Regions from separate parts of the Mus musculus genome. Here all the other regions are linked to region 3. Evidence: chromatin contacts called from public HiChIP or PLAC-seq data. All regions are on one chromosome and are shown on one strand. Each heading gives the region's core, a stretch centred on a gene start, on an enhancer-like site or on the middle of the called end of the contact. The rest is flanking DNA. Distances are from core to core; before and after follow the strand shown. Region 1 holds the start of Arhgap19 (Rho GTPase activating protein 19). Region 2 overlaps Sorbs1 (sorbin and SH3 domain containing 1). Region 3 holds the start of Dntt (deoxynucleotidyltransferase, terminal).

Region 1 (2,703 bases), core at 122-2,621, 770 kb after region 3:
GAGAGACTCTGTTTCAAAAATAAATAAATAAATAAATAAGCCTCACAAGAACCCCCAGACTAATCCCCTGCAATATGCAATTGACAAGTACACGGGTAGCTGAAACGAGACTGGGAGTTCCAGTCCAGCCGAGGTACTTAGCAAGAACCTGTCTCAGTAACGACAATAGAGGGTTTCAGATTCAGAGAAAACTGTGTTGGTCAGATAGTTAACAGTTTCAAATTTTACATTCAGTTGACAGCAGCCTCAAGGAAGAATTCTAAGTCCTCTTGCTGTAGAACAGTATTTCATTTGTCCTCATTTTCATTACAATTCAGGATTTTCGAGTCGGAGGAGAGATAATCTAATGACATTTATCAACCCACGGGCACAGTTCCCGGGAGAAATAAAAGGTCAAAGAGTGGAAAACTCCTCCATACAAAACAGTAACAATACCCACACAAGCCCATCAGGGCTCAGGAAAAATCAGGCTCACAAACTCGGTTTCCCAAAATTCTTGGTTCTTCTGTTCTGTACTAACTCCGTACCAAAGCATAGCATTGATCATACTCTCTGACAATGTAAGTAATCTCATTCTATTGGAGTGTGTCAGACTCCAAATATTTGTTTGTAATCGGTTAAGAAAGGCTCGACTTTATGACAGGGACAGTACTCGTTCCAGAAAGAAGAAATGAGATCACAATTTCAAGGAAACATAAAAATCTATCGTATTTTGAAGTGTTTGCCAGGATGGGTGCTATGCGCTTTAAATAGGTTGTGTCATCCCGTCCAGGTTCTGAAATAAGTATCGTTATGTTTATTTACAGAAGAAGGCTGAAGCCGAGAAAGGTCAGCCAGCTTAGGGGACAAAAATCCCTTTTAACCATCACTCAAGTCGCGGCTCTGAGTAAAGCGCAGAGGCTGTCACGAAGGACATTTAAAGCTCCCGGGGCGTTGTGGGATTCTCTAAACCGCTCTGGGCTTCAGTTGCCACTCAAAACGCTCGGCGCCAGGGCAGACACCATGACCGTGGCCCGGGGGTCTGCAGCCAGAGCGTCGGGAGGGCTCCACACACGGCCGTGGGACTCGCGGAGAGCAGCGCAGCGGGAAGCACGGACCGCAAAGACCCGCCTCAGCCCCCGCAGGCGCGTCGGCGTAGACACCACGGGAGAGAGGAACAAAGCCCGGGCCTGTGGACCACGGTGACTCAAGGGCAGGGCGGCGACATCGCTAGCCCACAGTCCCGTCTCCTAGGCAGCAGGACGGAAAACTTGGCTCACCTCCGGCCAGAGTCGCAGACCGGCGCCTCCCCTCCACTCGGCGCCTCAGCCGCCATCTTCCGCGGCAGCTTGGTCTGCAGCCCCGCCTCAGGCACCGCCCCTTAGCCCTTAGATTGGCTAGGATGGTTTTCTAAGTCCTGTACGATTGGACGAACCTATGGCCCCGCCTAAATAAGAACCGTTCCATGCTACTATTGGTCTATTCAAATATCTAACTGTCATTGGTAGCACAGAACCAACGAAAGGGCAGGAGAAACACCTGCCCGAGGCCTACCGGGAGATGTAGTTTCTCGTTTTGATTAACCCATGTAGTTCCGCGGATCAAGTCACAAATTCCTGGCTGCGCTCCCCTCCCCGCTAGGTAAATCTCTGAGTTACAAAACTGTCGGTTTTTAAAGTCACTTGAAGAGAAAAGGTTCTTGAGGCCCTGCCCATCCCCCAGTTCGGTAGGCAGTTAACGGTTGCTAGGGAAAAGGGCTCATCACCCCTCACTCACTTAAACCCCCATTCACCCCACCCCCAAGATCCATAGGCTTAGTAAAAGGGAAGAAAAGGCATTTTCTTCAATGGTATATAATCAGTGGTAAATTGCATACGTTCCTGTAAGCTACCCTAAGTAAACTCTTGTGTGTGTATATATGTATGTGTGTATGTATGTATGTATTTATGTATGAATGTATGTATGTGTGTGTGTATGTATGCAGGGGCTGATCTTCAGGGTACATATTTGGGGGAGGGGGAAAGTCAGTATAAAGACACCAAAAGCACTGGCTAGAATAGAGAGGCAAATTTTGGGTCATCCAAACAAGCCTCCTTGGGTGACTTCAGGCCAACAAGAAAATGTGACTAAGCCAGGCAGTGGTGGCGTATACCTTTAATCCCAGCACTTGGGAGGCAGAGGCAGGTGGAAAAAAAAAAAAAAAAAAAAAAAACATGGTATTGATATATGAAATTCACAATTAACAATAAGGGGCAGCTAGAGATGGTTCCGTGGTTCTAAGAACACTTGCTGCTTTTCCTGAAGACTAGAGTTTGATTCCCTGCATTGAAAGGTTCACAAGGGCCAGACAGTGAGTCCAGTTCCAAAGGACTGATTGCCTTCCTATAGCCTCCAGAGCTGGCCTCCGGGGCACATGCGCACAGATGCACAGAGACACATAAAATCTTTTCTAAAAGCAAAAAATATAGATGGTAGAGAGTAAAAAGTGAAGGGAAAGAACATTGTGACCCTGACTTGACCCCCAGACCAGGCAACCTTGACCCTATCTTGACCCCAAGCTCAAAATCAGGGCCAAGAAACAGAATCCCACCAATCCCTGAGCACAAAATTCCCACCAACCCCTAGAATTGCCCCAAAATCAGGCCACAAAAATCCCACCACTCCCTCCCTGGACACCCTGGAAAGCTCTGTCTTCATCGCCTGTCCCGCCCCACCAAGAAACCC
Region 2 (2,700 bases), core at 50-2,549, 660 kb before region 3:
TGGCCTGCAGAGGATCTGGTATTAGTTACCCGGCTCCTTAAGAGAAGTCTGCAGAGGTATGAACACTGCTCTGTAGACCTCTGGGAAGGTAAGGGGGCAAGTAAAACCTTGAGAAGAGGATAAAGCGTTATTACAAAGTTCCCTTTTTTGTCTTGGGACGCACTTAACTCTCTTCATTTACCTTTCCCATGCCTTGGTTCTCTCACTGAAAAATATGGGAAAGACATTTCCCTTGGCAAACTCACAGAGATGCTGTAAGCCAAAGCACTCAGACAGCTAGACATGGCTGTGTGCTCATTACAGTTTATTTAACCTGTTTTAGATAGGAACTTACAGAGAGCCAACAAACATACCAGGTGTGGTCTACAGATTACATGCCTATTATCATTATTGTCTGTTTTCCCAAACCGGACCATGCAGGTACTGAAGGGGCATTTCCTAAGGACCTGCTAGGTATGATGCCTGCCATTATGCACGTGGAGATGCAGGTGAACCCCTCGGATACTTAGGCTGACAGAGGAGTTAACTTCCCAGCTTAGCTGCAGAATTCAGGTTCTGAGCCAGCTTGTCTAAGAGGAGCCAACCAGATGAAAAGAAAGTGGAGGACGGTCCTGGCACAAGGAACCATTAACTAGGTGCCACCTTGAACTTTTCTGACTTAATCATGTGCTTGGCATTCCATTAACTCTTTGATAAGACAAGAAGACCCTATAGCTAAAAAACAAAAACAAACAAACAAACAAAAGCCCTAGAGACACCCAGGAGATGCTGCAGGAACCAGCTGAGTTGCCTTGGCAGGATGCAGGTTTGCAGCCACCAGCGCAAGAGTGACGGCAGATCTCTGTGGTAGAAGGAAGTGAGAGCAGAGCCAAGGGCTGAAGTCACACACTGAAGGATGCCAAAGGAAACAGGCAGAGAAGCAGAGAATCCGCAGCTCTGTGGGAGTCACCTGAGCAACAGGAAAGAGACAAAGGGCTCAGAGGGAGCAGTCCCAGAGGGCAACAGGGAGGTATCAGACCGCAGAGAAAGGGATATGTGTATGAAAGAGAAGCAGAGGTGAACTCCACACAGAGGAAGGAGCGGGTCAGATGGTAACTGAAGGGCAAGATGGAGGGGAAAGGGCTTAAGCCAAGACAGCCTGAGCAAGAATGAAGTGTGCCTCTCCCTCAGCAGTCCAGCAATTAGTAATTACTCCCTGACTAAGAAGAAGTGCAAAGCGCTAGACAGGGAACACACTCTGTCTGGCAGGAAGGCAGGGTCTGAGGTTCCATGCAAAGCTGTGATGATGTCAGAGACTCCCACGTGTGAGGGCGTGGCTGAGGGGCAAAGGAACAGTGAAGGCAGCAAGCTCGGGTTTTCTAACAGTCTACTCAGGAGAGCCACTCAGCCCTGACTCCAGGCAAGCCTCTTAAAGCCTTGCTCCATCTACGAGAGCAGACTGGTTCCTAAGTATCCTTGTAACGCCAGCTGACTCTAAACCCCACCTTGTTTGGTATGTAGAACTATGAGGACTACAGGCATGTTCGATGTTTCTGGGTCAAATAATTCTTAAAAAAAAAAAAAAGATTAGGGCAAGTGGTTCTAATAATTGCTAACACTCAGCCCATCAGCCCCTTTATAAAAACCTTTAAACTTTAGAAACTTAAGATCACGGGATTCTGGTATATGGAGGGCTCAGACACCAAAAAGGGGGGGGGGGGAGAATGTTATTTGATATGGTTAAAAACCTAAAGTAATACGTAACTGCTCCACATAAGCCACATAACATTGTATTGCTGTTACAACTTTATATCATACTCTGATATCTGTATCATATCTGTTTCTTTCTAGTTTTATAATGTGCTTCAAAAGGTCCCAAGTTGGGGGGTAGAGAGATGGCTCAGTGACTAACAGTACTTTCCCCTCTTGAAGAGGACACAGCATCCACGTCGTAGCTCATAACCACCTTTAACTCCAGTTCCAAGAGATTCTTTTAGTCTCCACGGGCACCAAGTGCGCACACGCGCACACACACACAATACTCATACAGTCATGCGTGCAAATGCTTATACATGCAAAGTAAAAATAAATAAGTTTAAAAGTCTTGAATCACTAAACAAAATAATGACAACCTCAAATGGGGCTCTCTCAGGAGGAGGAGCAGACTTCCTGTGTATCCAAACCTTTGTGACAGTCTAAAGCAATGCTTATATTTCCCTGGGGAAGGACAGTAGCCTTGCTACACCCTCCCTGTGCAGTCCCTGTAGTCTCTTACCAAGGGGACCACAAATCAAACAAAGCCAAACTACATGTGGGCTCCATCCCCAGATAACTCTCCAGGAGGGCTCATCTTCACTGTCTGCTTGAGAACTAAGAAACACCTAAGATGTTAGTGAAGCATACCTCTGGATATGACAGTGAGGGTATTTCCAGAGATGATTAAACTGTGGGAACTCTGCACTGTCAATGGTTAAATCCATCCGTGAACTCAAGATTTACCATTGGGAGGCTGTGGAAGATGACATCTGCTTGAAGAAGCCTATCTCTGGGGCATCATCTTATCCTGGCCCCTTCCTGCTGCTGTTTCTCACTGCTTCCTGTTTTCCACCAGGCCCTCCTTGCCCTGACAGGCTGAATCCCCTCCAACCAACTTCCCTCCTCTAAGCTGTTCTGCCAGGTACTTGGTAATAGCAATGGAAAACCGAATACTCTCTTACTGAG
Region 3 (2,700 bases), core at 157-2,656:
GCAGCAAGCTCCTTTACTCACTGAGCCATCTCACCGGCCCCAAGAGTATATACATTTTGGAGTCAGACAAACCTGACTCCGAGTCCTGACTCAGCCATTTCTTAGTGGTGGCTACTGATTTGTTCTGTGACTTTGAGCAAGTTGCTTGCGGGGCTGAGGATCTTCTCTGCTGCATCTCGCTGCCTGTATGGTACTTTGTGGGCACTGACAACCCCCCCCCCCCGTATTATATGGGTATCTAGCTGGCAGTATGGTCTTATAAGAATTCAGTCAGCAAAGGTTTTGAGGTCTTGCCTAGGTCCTGTAGTAGGTGTTCCAGAAGTGAGACCTACTAAGTAATATTAACTAAAGATGAAATTTTCATTTTGCACAGGGCTGTGAAAATGTCCCTAACTCCATGCCCATGACTCTTCTCCAAAACTCATCTCGTCTCAGAGACCTATGTTAGTTATGTAGCGACCACTCTCTGGAAACTTAGTGCACTGAAAAAATAGAAACCAAAAACAAACTAAGTTGCATCACGGTTGAAGTCTGAAGAACTGCATTCATGATCTCATTTGCCCCATACTCTGTGATCTGCAGTGTCTGAACCTTAGCTTTCTATAAAATGTGCTCACACACGGGAGCCTGTGGTCCTGTGCCCACTGCAAAACGATAGTAACTAAAGCAGCAGAGTAGACAGAGCCAGGAAAATCACAGTTATGGGCTTGTTGGGAAAAAAGTGACCATGGGGCCAGGAGAGATAGCTCAGTGGTTAGGAGCACTAACTGCTCTTCCAGCAGGCCAGAGTTCAAGTCTCAGCAACCATGTGGCAGCTTACAACTGTCTGCAATTCCAGTTCCAGGGAATCTGACACCTTCCAACACCAATGCACATAAAATAAAAAAAAATTAAAAAAAAAAAAGCAACCAGCAGAGTGAGAAATTCAGGTGGCATTCACGTGAAATCACAACAGCTGTATGTAACACATCTGTGCCAATTACAGACATCCAGTGTACCATAACGTAGGTCCGAGAGAAAGAATAGAAGTGAGCTAGAGTAAAGCAGGAATCAATGAATAAAGTCAGCAGGAGCAGTTAGATGACTAAGTGGTGATGATAGAAGCTTGCTACCAAGACTGACAACCCACGTTTGATTCCTGGGACCTACAACGGTGGAGGGGGAAAGATGCCTCTGACTGCCACACTGATGTCATGGCATGCACACACATGCCCCCTTGCGCAGTAAGCAAATGTAATACATTTTTTAAAAAATGGCTTTTAAAATGCAACCTAAAGGGTTTGAACATGTCTAAAGATAAATAACAGTACTCAACCAGTGGCGAGGTCCCCCTTTCTTCATAAGTTTATTCTGAGGTACTGCAGAGATCAAGTGTATGAAAACCCAAGTTCACTGTTCTTTCTGTCAAGAGCTCCATTTTGGGAGAAAGGACCTGATCAGAGTGAGACATTCCTTCAGCAGGAAGTTGTCACCAGGGTGGTACCTATGGGTTTGCTGGTGAGAGGACATCAGAGCCCTCATTCTGGAGACACCACCTGATGGTACAGACAGAGCTAGACTGTCTGCTTCCATGGATCCACTGCAAGCAGTCCACCTGGGTCCTCGGAAGAAAAGACCCAGGCAGCTGGGCACCCCAGTGGCTTCCACGCCTTATGACATCCGATTTCGAGACTTGGTCCTCTTCATTTTGGAAAAGAAGATGGGAACAACTCGAAGAGCCTTCCTCATGGAGCTGGCCCGAAGGAAAGGGTTCAGGGTGGAAAATGAGCTCAGGTAGGACAGCCCTGGTCACTTTGCAAGCATGCAGGAGCCCTGAGGACGTCCCCAAGGGACCCAAGGGGCCAGTTGGCTAAGGGAGATGAGTGGGGACTAAATGAGATTATATAGAAACTAATTGGTACCAAAAAATAATATTTTTAAAAAAAAATATGGCTTCCCATGACTGACTCTGAGATTAAGTATCCAGGAGTGATAACCAGAAAACTAGTCAGAGAACCACATAGAAACCACTCGATTCCATTCTGTACCAAACTGAACCAACACCATTGGGTTCAATTTTTTACATTGCTACTTTGGAGCAGGGAGGGTGTTCTGATTGTCTGGCTCTGACTTATACACACCTGCTCTGCTAAGGGTCTATGGTGGGCTAGGCTGAGGTGAGTCACCACAGGTACCTTACTGGCCTTGGTGATGGTTTTCCAAAGGGTGGTCCAAGTGGGCTTCAGGAAGAGATGCTGGTTAAAGATGTTTGTCTAGGGGTGACAGATGGCACCCCAGTGTGCTATGATCAGAGTCTAGGCAGGGAGGTGATTGAAGCTACCATCTGCACTCGTTCAGTAAGCACCAATTATCATTGTTTTGCTGACTATTGTGTACGTTCACTCTCTTGACCCAATGAAAAGAATCAAAGCGATTCAGAAAGTCCCAGTAAAAGGCCCTGGTGTGCCTGACGGCTGCAGACAGAAGTGTTGGGGTTACAGTGGGAGTGGGGGGGCACTCAGTTCACTGCCTTCAGCCATGCAAGTTGGGAGGGGTGCTGAACATACCGTGTCAGAGATGATCTGACTTTTACACTTGGGATTTTGGAAAGTCTTTGAATTTAAAAGAAAATTGCCAAACGTTTCTTGCTGATGAAATGCTGGCTTTGGAGACATTGAGGAGACACATTTCCAAGGTCAGTACTCAGGAATTTCACACTCC

The links. HiChIP or PLAC-seq counts read pairs in DNA pulled down with a chosen protein or histone mark.
Region 1: an H3K27ac HiChIP or PLAC-seq map of T-cell acute lymphoblastic leukemia shows a contact between it and region 3, with 2.6 times the contacts expected there. The contact joins the promoter of Arhgap19 here to the promoter of Dntt in region 3. A contact is called at or near these places in 2 of 39 promoter capture datasets (hippocampal neurons and pre-B cells) and 1 of 115 datasets of contacts at active chromatin or transcription factors (T-cell acute lymphoblastic leukemia).
Region 2: an H3K27ac HiChIP or PLAC-seq map of thymic regulatory T cells shows a contact between it and region 3, with 4 times the contacts expected there. The contact joins the enhancer-like site here to the promoter of Dntt in region 3. A contact is called at or near these places in 2 of 115 datasets of contacts at active chromatin or transcription factors (regulatory T cell precursor and thymic regulatory T cells).

Annotation. Positions count from the first base shown.
Region 1 is chr19:41,800,713-41,803,415 of GRCm38.p6, forward strand. It overlaps Arhgap19 (Rho GTPase activating protein 19), which reads right to left and starts at 1,372. Exons shown (of 12, transcript NM_027667.3): 1 at 1,260-1,372. The coding sequence starts at 1,315.
Region 2 is chr19:40,365,427-40,368,126 of GRCm38.p6, forward strand. All of the region lies in intron 9 of Sorbs1 (sorbin and SH3 domain containing 1), which reads right to left. Among named protein-coding and RNA genes, the nearest start is that of A930028N01Rik, 70 kb to the left of the region's middle. Within about 2 kb of position 1,300, at least 224 of the 459 cell types and tissues checked have an H3K27ac peak or open chromatin away from gene starts, as enhancers often do. A contact at or near this core is called in regulatory T cell precursor and thymic regulatory T cells, where this site is marked.
Region 3 is chr19:41,027,869-41,030,568 of GRCm38.p6, forward strand. It overlaps Dntt (deoxynucleotidyltransferase, terminal), which reads left to right and starts at 1,407. Exons shown (of 11, transcript NM_001043228.1): 1 at 1,407-1,773. The coding sequence starts at 1,571.